Regions from separate parts of the Rattus norvegicus genome. Here regions 2 and 3 are each linked to region 1. Evidence: chromatin contacts called from public Hi-C data. All regions are on one chromosome and are shown on one strand. The core of a region is the stretch at or near the end of the contact, and the rest is flanking DNA. Distances in the headings are between cores, read along the strand shown.

Region 1 (3,115 bases), core at 388-2,887:
TGCTCAGAAAGTGCTGTATCACTGAGCAGTGACACCTCAGTTTGGTGTTTTGAGGCATTCTGACTAAGCTCACCCCTAAAGCCTCTGGAAATTGGTATCATTTACCCTTTATCACAGGGCAAGAGACTATTAAGGGTCTACCCAGTACCTTTGCCCATGAATAGCAGGTTCTGTATAGCAACTCTTTGGAAATGTGGGACAATGGTGCCCTCTGCCGGCAGAGGTGACAGATATAGTTTACATTGACAGTAAATCACTTGACTTTATCTCTGTTCAGTGCACCGGGGACACATGAGTGTACACACACACACACACACACACACACACACACACACACACACACACCATTGAATAATTGTGAGGGTCCAGGTTCTGGGCTTTAGGTTTCTTTTGTAATGATAGGAATCCTTTGACAAAAAATGACTGAGACTACATGCTGGGTCCTTGAATGAACACAGAATGACAGAGACTGGTGTTAGGGACTACATGTATGAAGACACAAATACATCTATCTTTCTGCCGTGTGTATGTGAGTATGTGTGCAGAGGACTCAACCCAGAGCCTTGTGCATGCCAGGCAGGAAGCGCTTGTTTATAAAGATTTATTATGTGTATGTAAGTATTTTGCCTGAATGTGTGTGTACCTGCCTGATCAAAGGAGGACATCAGATCCCCTGGAACTGGAGTTACAGGGGGCTGTGTGTGCTAGGTATCCGATGTCCTCTGGGGACATGCTCTTACCTGCTAACTCATTAGTCCTTATTTTGATTTTTTTTAAAATAATTTTACGTGCATCGGTGTTTTGCCTGCACGTGTGTTCATGTGAGGGTGTCAGATCTTGGCATTACAGACAGTTGTGAGCTTCCACGTGGTTGCTGGGGATTTGAATCCATTTCCTCTGGAAGAGCATTCAGTGCTCTTAACTGCCCAGCCATCTCTCCAGTACACACACACTTTTTGAGGCAAGCCTTGAAATCACTATATGGTAGAGGATGGTTTTGAAATTTTGACACTCATCTTTACTTCCTGGCTGTGGGATTGCAGTAGCGCCCTACAATGCCATGTTTTGTTTTGGAGGTAGCCTATAATATAGCCTTAACAGTCCTGGAGCTTGCAAGGCAGTGTAGACTAGCCCCAAACTCAAAGGAGTGCAATAACCTGCTCTGTTCAATCTTTTTTTTTTTTTCTTTTTGTGAGATGGGATCTCTCTGTAACCCAAGCTGGCAGGAAACTCACTGTGCTGTGTTGATCTCTAACTCCACACAATCCTTTTGCCTCAGCCTCCCAAATCTTGGGAGCATATTGGACTGTTGTATTTTATACAACAGAAAAACATGTCTTGAAGTGTTTTAAAATACATTTATTGTATGTCCGCCCATACGAATTTGAATGGCTGTCTTGTAGATCCCAGAAACTCAGGTCATCGGGCTTGGCGCCGTGTATCTTCACTCACTGAGCAATGGCACTGGGCTTTAGAACCGTTTTCGTTATAGAGGGAAAGTGTCAGCAATGGGATCTGGAAGTAGTACATCCAGTGTGGAGGGTGTAGGCGTCAGTTGCCATGGTTCCTGATACCTCCCAGATCACGTGATTCCGGGCAACATGGCTCTGTCCACTGTGGTGTCAGCCCACGTGGTTCCGGAACTGAAAATGGCGGCGGTAGGCAGCCCAGGTTCGCTTGAGTCCGCTCCACGAATCATGCGGCTAGTCGCTGAGTGCAGTCGCTCCAGAGCTCGGGCCGGTGAGCTGCGGCTGCCGCATGGAACGGTAGCCACCCCTGTGTTCATGCCTGTGGGTACACAGGCCACCATGAAGGGTATCACCGCGGAGCAGCTGGACTCCCTGGGCTGCCGCATCTGCTTGGGCAACACCTACCATCTGGGGTTGAGGCCGGTGTGTGGATTCGATCCGGGGGTGGGCGGTGAGGGGGCCGCCTTGCCGGGACACGCCTCAGGAAATGTCATTCTAGTAAGCACACTGCTGGGGCTCACCCAGACCTGGCCGTGGAGTCGGGTTACGGCCTAACTTTTTCTCCATCACAGGGTCCGGAGCTGATCCAGAAAGCTCACGGTCTTCACGGTTTCATGAATTGGCCCCACAATCTGCTGACGGTGAGTTGGGATTGCCGCCCTTGGGCGCTGCGTTCAGGTGAGAGATCCCCAGGCTCGATCTCCTGACAGCTTTGCGGCGGGCTCTCCCCAGGATAGCGGCGGCTTCCAGATGGTGTCTCTCATCTCCTTGTCCGAGGTGACGGAGGAGGGCGTCCGCTTCCGCTCGCCCTATGATGGAGAAGAGACACTTTTGAGCCCAGAGAGGTCGGTGGAGATCCAGAACGCTCTGGGTAAGAGAACCCTGGGGCACCGCCCCTTTAGGTTGTCTGTGGCTTAGACAGGTCCTCGGATGCCACGTGAATTTGGACTCTTTAGCCCAGTGAAAATAAGAATAAAGAATAGGTCCCATGTTGGGCATGTGCCTCAGGTGATTAGAGTGCCTTGCCAAAGTCCTGAACTAGATCCCCACCACAGCAAACAAAGGAAACACATTAAAAAACAAAAAGCACGTGTCGGCTGCCTAGCTAGCAGAAAATTGTCGCTACTTCTAGGCCTGCTTGGGTTACACTGTTTAGAAGCTGTCTCCATCTCTTGACCAGACAAGAGAACAAATGTCAGGAGTGTAAGCACAGTGCTGGATACGGAGTTACCCTTTTATTTGTGGGTTTGTTTTATGTGTTTATGTGGTGTGCGTGTTTATGTGCGTGTATTTTATCGTTTACTTATTGCTAGTTATTTTGGAGAGGGTCTCACTGTTTAGCTTCAGCTGGTCTAGAACTCTCTATGTAGACTGGTAGACCAGGCTGGCCTCAAACAGAGGTATACCTGCTTTTGCTTTTCCTCTGGAGTGTTGGCCTTTTAGACAGGTGCCACCACACCAAGCTGTTAGTGTTCCTAGTAACAAATTGAGTTTAATAAAATATTGGTGGCAACAAGATGAGACAGGCATGCTTTGGGTCTCTTATTTCCATCTATGTAGTTTGTTTTATTTTATCTTTTTTTTTTTTTTTTTTTTTTGAGACAGAGACCTACATAGTCCATGCTGACTTAGACTCCCTCTTTAAC
Region 2 (3,115 bases), core at 275-2,774, 170 kb before region 1:
ACAGCTTGGACCACACAGAGAAACCCTGTCTCAAAAAAAAAAAAAAACAAAAACAAAAAAAAACAAAACAAAAAAAAAACAAAAAACAAAACAAAACAAAAAACAAAGCACCAAACACACAACAAAACAAGAACAACAAAAGAAGAAAATGTGTTTCCTCAAAGCACCCGGGAGAATGTTGATCCTGGTCACTCCTTGCACAGAGTCAGAGGTCCTCGGAGACACACATGTCATTAAATCACCTACCCTTTAATCCTCTCAGCAATTCTTCACTTAGTTCCAATTTACAGATAAACAAAAACAGGTTCCTGGCAAGATGGCTCAGTGGGAAAGGGAGTGCCCACTCAAGTCTGGAACCCACACAATATAAAGAGAGAACCCAATCCTCACAGGCTGTCCTCAGACCTCCATGTTCATGGTGTTTGTGGCACACATATATTCACAGTCCCACCCACCCATCCACCACACACACACACACACACACACACACACACACACACACACACACACACAAGTAAATGAGATTTTAAAATAAATTGTTTTTGAGACAGTCTTCATTTGCAGCCCTGCTGACCTGGGTCTATATTGACCAGGCTGACCTGAAAGTTACAGATATTCAACTGTTTCTGCCTCCCAAGTGCTGGGATTAAAGACACACACACATCACCATGCTCTTCATAGAAGTTTTGGACACACTTTAAAAAAAAAAAGCCTCAGGTACCCCAGGCTGGGTACTATGTAGCAGAAAATTATATTGCATTTCTGATCCTCCTGCCTTACCTCCTGAGTTTGGAGGTCACAGGAACATGTCACCACTCAGTTTATCTGGACATAAATCCCTAGGCTTTCTGCATACTAGGCAAGCCTTCTACAAACTGACCCAAATCCTGAGGCCCTCTTAGTCCCATTTTACAGACGAACAGAATGAGGCTCCAGAGAGATGCCTTACATAGAGGTAGACTCACAGATGTCCATCTCTTATACAAAGACGACCCCACAAAAACAATACCACAGTTCCCCGACCCTGCTTCAAAGAAACAGATTTGCCTGGAAGGCAAACGGGGGGGGGGGCGTTCCAGACAGTTTCAGAGTAGCACAGATAGACTTGGAGTACTGAACCACTTTGAATGCAGGAGAGGCATCAAATACAGAGATACAGGTTAAACAGCTTTCTCTGCTCGGTTCACTCAGGAGAGGGTAGATGGGACTTTTATACCAACACCCGCAGTGACCTGACATGCCCGGAAATGAGAATGATACTAGGAAAAGCTTGAAGGAGCCCAGTCAGGCTAAGCTGGAGGGTTCCTGGGGGCCCCACTCCCTTCAGGCAGGGGCCTGCGATTACCCCTGGAGTTTTCTGTTTTCTCTGCTGGGGAGGTTCCATAAAGGATCTAGAAACCCCAGCAAGGAGCGCTGTGCCTTTTCAGCTCTGCAGTCGCTCCAAGGAGCCGTCCCACTTGCCGCAAGTTCCCCTAGTGCTGGACACTCACCCTTGCGCCTAGGTCCGGTCGTGCGCCCTAGGCGGTGCGCCTGGGAACACTGGACGGATGCAACGGGGGCGGGGCTGGAAGTGGCAGGTCTAAGGGCGGGCCCGCGACGCCGAGTGCTGGCGAACGCCCGCAATTGCCCCCTCCTTCTTCCAGCCCCGGATTGCCAGCCTGTGCCACCCGCCGCGGCACCGGAGAGCGCCTCAGCGGCGACTGGTACCAACAAGTCCTAGCTTCTCCCTCGGATCCCCTCCCCGGGACACTCGAGGTGGGAGGGCTCAGAATCGCAGGAAAGAGAGGGCTTTTCTAGATGAACCACTCTCCTACTCCAGATAAGGGGTCCTGTCTGTCTCCTGCTGTCTGGACCCCTGAGCCTGCATCCCAAAGACACCTTAAGGGCTCAGTACCTGGGCTCAATTTACGAGATACTTTTTTTTTTTTTTTTTTTGGTTCTTTTTTTTCGGAGCTGGGGACCGAACCCAGGGCCTTGCGCTTCCTAGGCAAGCGCTCTACCACTGAGCTAAATCCCCAACCCCACGAGTTACTTTTAATTGGCGCTGCTGCTGGAGTCTTCTGGTCCTCACCAGGTGGGGACAGGTCTCCTCTGCTCCGCAGCACGGGGGCCCTTCCCCACTTTCCGTTCATTCTGCTAGGCAAGAGGGGGAAGGGGCGGGTACAAGAGGGATAGTGGAGGTGGAGGGAACTTCCCGGTCCCCAAATAAGTAGGATCTGATTCCTCCCGCCCTATGGCTTCTCTGTCTCCACCCCACTTCTTTCAACCTTTAGGATCTAAACCATGAAATTTAACACTTGTGTTTCTGGCGTCAGGGATTTGAGGCTGTCTTGGGCACAGATTATGGCCAATAAACACTTCTGAATGAGTAAGGTAATAAATGATAAATGGATGTCTGCTATATCTCTGTCCCCTGGGTCTCTTTAAATTTTCTTTCGTTCCTTCTTTCTTTCTTTCCTTCCTTCCTTTCTTCTTCCTCCTCCTCCTCTTCCCCCTCTTCCCCCTCCTCCCCTCCTCCTCCCCCTCCTCCCCTCCCCCCCCTTCTTTTTGGAGACAGGATTTCTCTGTGTAGTCCTGGTTGTCCTGGAACTCGCGCTGTAGCTGGCCTCAGATCTGCCTGCCTTTTCCTCCTGAATGCTGGAATTAAAGGCGTGCACCACCATTCCTAGCTTTAATTTTTTCTTAAAATTACGCTTATTTATGTATCTGTGTATGTGCATGCGTGTGTGTACTATGTCATGTATATGGAGATCAGAGGACAACTTGTCAAAGTTGGTCCCCCCCCCCATGTGGGTCCCCAGGACTAACTCAGGTCACGAGTGTGCTTTATGCAGTGATCCATCTTTGTGGCTCCTCTCAGAGCCTCGTGGTTTCTCCCTGTCTCTTTGAGTGTGTCTCTCTTCCATGCTGTCTGTGTCACTCTCCTACCCCTCTCCCAGGCCACTCCTCCAGCAGGTCAGTCTCAGCTAGCACTACCCGCCCTCCTCCCTTATCTGCCCCTTTAATTCCCAAGAGATTCCTGCCAGGGTCCAGCTCTTCCAACCTCAGACCTGTGCCCACAGTCTGGTTTCTGGTGACTGTTTTAATGATCTTCCTGGGGGCTGTACCCTTTGCC
Region 3 (3,115 bases), core at 433-2,932, 130 kb after region 1:
TAAGGTCTCACTGTGTAGTCCTGCCTGAACTGGAAGTTACTGTGTAGACCAGGCTGGCCCACAATAGAGATCCACCTGCCTCTGCCTCCAGAGTGTTGGGATTAAAGTACCTGCCACAACTCCTGACTTTGCTATGTTTTTTGTTTGTTTTGTTTGAATTTTTGAGACAGGGCTGTTCTGTGTAGCCTTGGCTGTCCTAGAACTCGCTCTGTAGATTATGTTGGCCTGGAACTCAGAGGTCACCTGCCTCTGCCTCTTGAGCGCTGGGATTAAAGGTATGTGTCACTACTGCCTGATAGGGTAGTCTTAAAATGGCAGTTTCACTTTGTGGCTCAGGCCGCCTGAGATTATGTGCTTGCACCATTAGATGGGAGGGATGACTTGGGAAAGGGTTGGATCTTTGCAAGTCCTTCCGAGGCTCAGGAGAGGATCAGTAAATTAGCGGTCTGAGAGGGCCCAGTAAAAGTGAACGGCGGATAGCACTATTGAACACAGTGACTAGCCACTACTGGGGGATCTGAGAGTTCCTGAGAGTTAAATGGAGAAAAGGAGAGGTCCTAGAGGAGAAGCTGAAGAATGTCCTTGAAGTTCAGTCGGAAGACCAAGGTCTGGAGTGCGGCTTGAAAAGCCTTTACACTAGAGCAGCACGGGGAGGGGCCACGGCAAGCCTTGCAAGCCTGTCCCCACCTATCCAGGGTCTTTCCTTACCAGTGGGAAGAAAGCAAGGCAGAGCTTACCTGGGAACTTACAAGGCGGAACCTTAACTTGGGGGCGTGGCCGAATCACCCTGGTTTGGAAACAGTTCTCTTTCCTTTAGGCTCAGGAGAGGTTCTTCGCGGGACACTGGCTATCCGACCTCTCCGAGGGAGGGTTCGTAGATGCAGAGCTCCGCCAGTATTTGGCTAATAACCGTCCCTTCTGGGGCGGAGCCAGCCCCAGTTTATAAAGTAGCAGAGCGCCTCCTTCTGGAGAATGCCTCACTCCCATGCGTATTAGGGTAGTACGCAGTACGCTGGCCTAGGGGCGGAGCTCAGCCCTCGAGGAGGCGTTTCCTTTTAGTTCTCAGACTCACGCCCCTCCGCCTTTCTTGAGCTACCCTCACAGTGGCACAAAGCATGGTCGTTCGCGTGCTGCCGGCCTGAGGGCGGGTCTGGCCCCAGAGGCGTGTCCGAGAGGCCAAGGACCGCCTCCTGAAACACCAGGTGGTACAAAGCGCTGTGGTTCACGGGTCGCCAGCCTGGAGATGGGGGTGGGGTGGGGCCACCTGATCATTCTGGGGGCGTGCCCGGAAGGCTAAGCACCGCCTCCTGACGCATGCCCTGCCCAGCCCTCCAGGACTGTTCGCTGTGGCACAAAGCGCCTCTGTTCGCAAAACGCGGCCTCGGGGCGGAGCTTAGCACCCCTAGGGGCGTGTCATAGGACGAAGCACCGCCTCCCGACGTAGGCGCCTTCACCCGGCGTGCCGGGGCGGCTAAGCCACCTCACAAAGCAGCGACCGTTCCCGCGGGGTGGGGCCGGCCCCACCCCCGTCGTGCTTGCGCTCGTCCGGCTCCCTCAGGCGCCAGGAGGGGGCGCTGCGCCACCGAGCCGGCCCGTGGCGGCGGCGGCGGCGAGGCGTCGCGTGGCCGGCAGGCGGCGCGCTGCCAGGCTCGGCCTCGGCCTCGGCCTGCGCGGCGGCGGCGGCGGCGGCGGCGGCCTGGGCCCGGGTGCGGCGGTGGCGGTGGCGGTGGTGGCAGCGGGGCCTGGAGCCGGACCTAAGATGGCAGCGGCGGCAGCGACGGCGGTGGGGCCGGGTGCGGGGAGCGCTGGGGTGGCGGGCCCGGGCGGCGCGGGGCCCTGCGCGACAGTGTCGGTGTTCCCCGGCGCCCGCCTCCTCACTATCGGCGACGCGAACGGCGAGATCCAGCGGCACGCGGAGCAGCAGGCGCTGCGCCTCGAGGTGCGCGCCGGACCAGACGCGGCGGGCATCGCCCTCTACAGCCGTGAGTGCTGGGGACACCCTGGGGACGGCGGCGCACGAGGCCGGCAGCGCGGGCGCCTGGGGAGGGGGGAGGCGGGGGGGGGTACTCGGGCCGATCTTGTACACGCGGCTCCCGCTGCCCGCGGGTGAGATGGCAGAGAGGGTGTGCGCGGGGACCTTGGAGCCCGAAGAGGGGCGCGGGAAACAAGAGTCGCGGGCCTGAGATTTGCAGCGGGTGGGGGTGGGGGCGCGTGGCAGGAAGTGGGGCCCCGAGGATTCTGGGGGGACTGGAGAGGGGACTGGAGAGGGGGAGTGATTGGGAGGGCTCTTTAGCGGGTGTGGTTTGTGGATCTCATCTCAGGGGACATCCTCTACACGGACATTTGAAAAGTGGCTTTCAGTGTGTAACACCGGGAAGACTGGGTGCCGCCCTTGTGGAGGAGGACTTGGGATTCGGGATCCCCCACCCACACACCCACCAGGGTGGGTAAACTTTAGGACTCAGGACAGAGCCCTTCCTGATAGAGATTCCCAAGCCCATCCCCCATGGAAACGTGGAAGAGAGGAAGGCCGGCTTGCTGATGGCCGGCTTTAGAAGTCAAGAGGTAACAAGCCACCTCCCTCGCCACGCGCCTCCTGTCTTTTTTAAGAACGTGAGAAGCTGGTGACATTACTGGAAGCTGCTTCAAAAACTGACATTTCAGTGGGGAAAATAAGGGGGGAAATCACTAGTGTGTTTTGGAAGCGCACCCCTCCAGCTTTTATTCTTTTCTTGTTACTCTTTCTTGTGACGGATTCCTCAGACGGATTTGCTCTTGTGTTTCATTGGTCTTTGTCTCCCAGGGTTTCGTTCACTGATGCTCTTAAGGGGCCACCAAGGAAGACTGGATCAATTTTGACCTGTGGGAATTTTTCCTCTCCTTGGTAATGGGGTGGTGGGAAGGGAAATGTGTGTAGCAGTCTGTTCACACTGGTTCTCCTCTTTATGCCTTGACTTTGTAACACAGGAGAAAGAAGTGTCTGATTCCCAAGTGTGGGGCACTTTTGGGGGCTTGGGCAGAGCCTGGGCCTCTGACCACATGAGAGAAAGGGGAATTTCACAGAGTAAGGAAAGAAACTCTTTAGGACTTCAGACCCCTAAGCAAGCCAGTGTAT

Evidence for each region. Hi-C and Micro-C count contacts between places; a contact is called where the count stands out from the background.
Region 2: a Hi-C map of Schwann cells shows a contact between it and region 1, with 5 times the contacts expected there. The contact joins the promoter of S1pr5 here to the promoter of Qtrt1 in region 1. A contact is called at or near these places in 4 of 12 Hi-C or Micro-C datasets (Schwann cells, kidney, mammary epithelial cells and 1 more).
Region 3: a Hi-C map of Schwann cells shows a contact between it and region 1, with 5 times the contacts expected there. The contact joins the promoter of Carm1 here to the promoter of Qtrt1 in region 1. A contact is called at or near these places in 7 of 12 Hi-C or Micro-C datasets (the Rat2 cell line, Schwann cells, frontal cortex and 4 more).

What each region holds. Positions count from the first base shown.
Region 1 is chr8:28,241,070-28,244,184 of GRCr8, forward strand. Qtrt1 (queuine tRNA-ribosyltransferase catalytic subunit 1) reads left to right here and starts at 1,638. Exons shown (of 10, transcript NM_022250.2): 1 at 1,638-1,892; 2 at 2,042-2,110; 3 at 2,202-2,340. The coding sequence starts at 1,650.
Region 2 is chr8:28,066,345-28,069,459 of GRCr8, forward strand. It overlaps S1pr5 (sphingosine-1-phosphate receptor 5), which reads right to left and starts at 1,525. Exons shown (of 3, transcript NM_021775.2): 1 at 1,491-1,525.
Region 3 is chr8:28,371,688-28,374,802 of GRCr8, forward strand. It overlaps Carm1 (coactivator-associated arginine methyltransferase 1), which reads left to right and starts at 1,683. Exons shown (of 16, transcript NM_001030041.4): 1 at 1,683-1,982. The coding sequence starts at 1,760. C8h19orf38 (similar to human chromosome 19 open reading frame 38) reads left to right here. Exons shown (of 7, transcript NM_001109624.1): 7 at 1-117.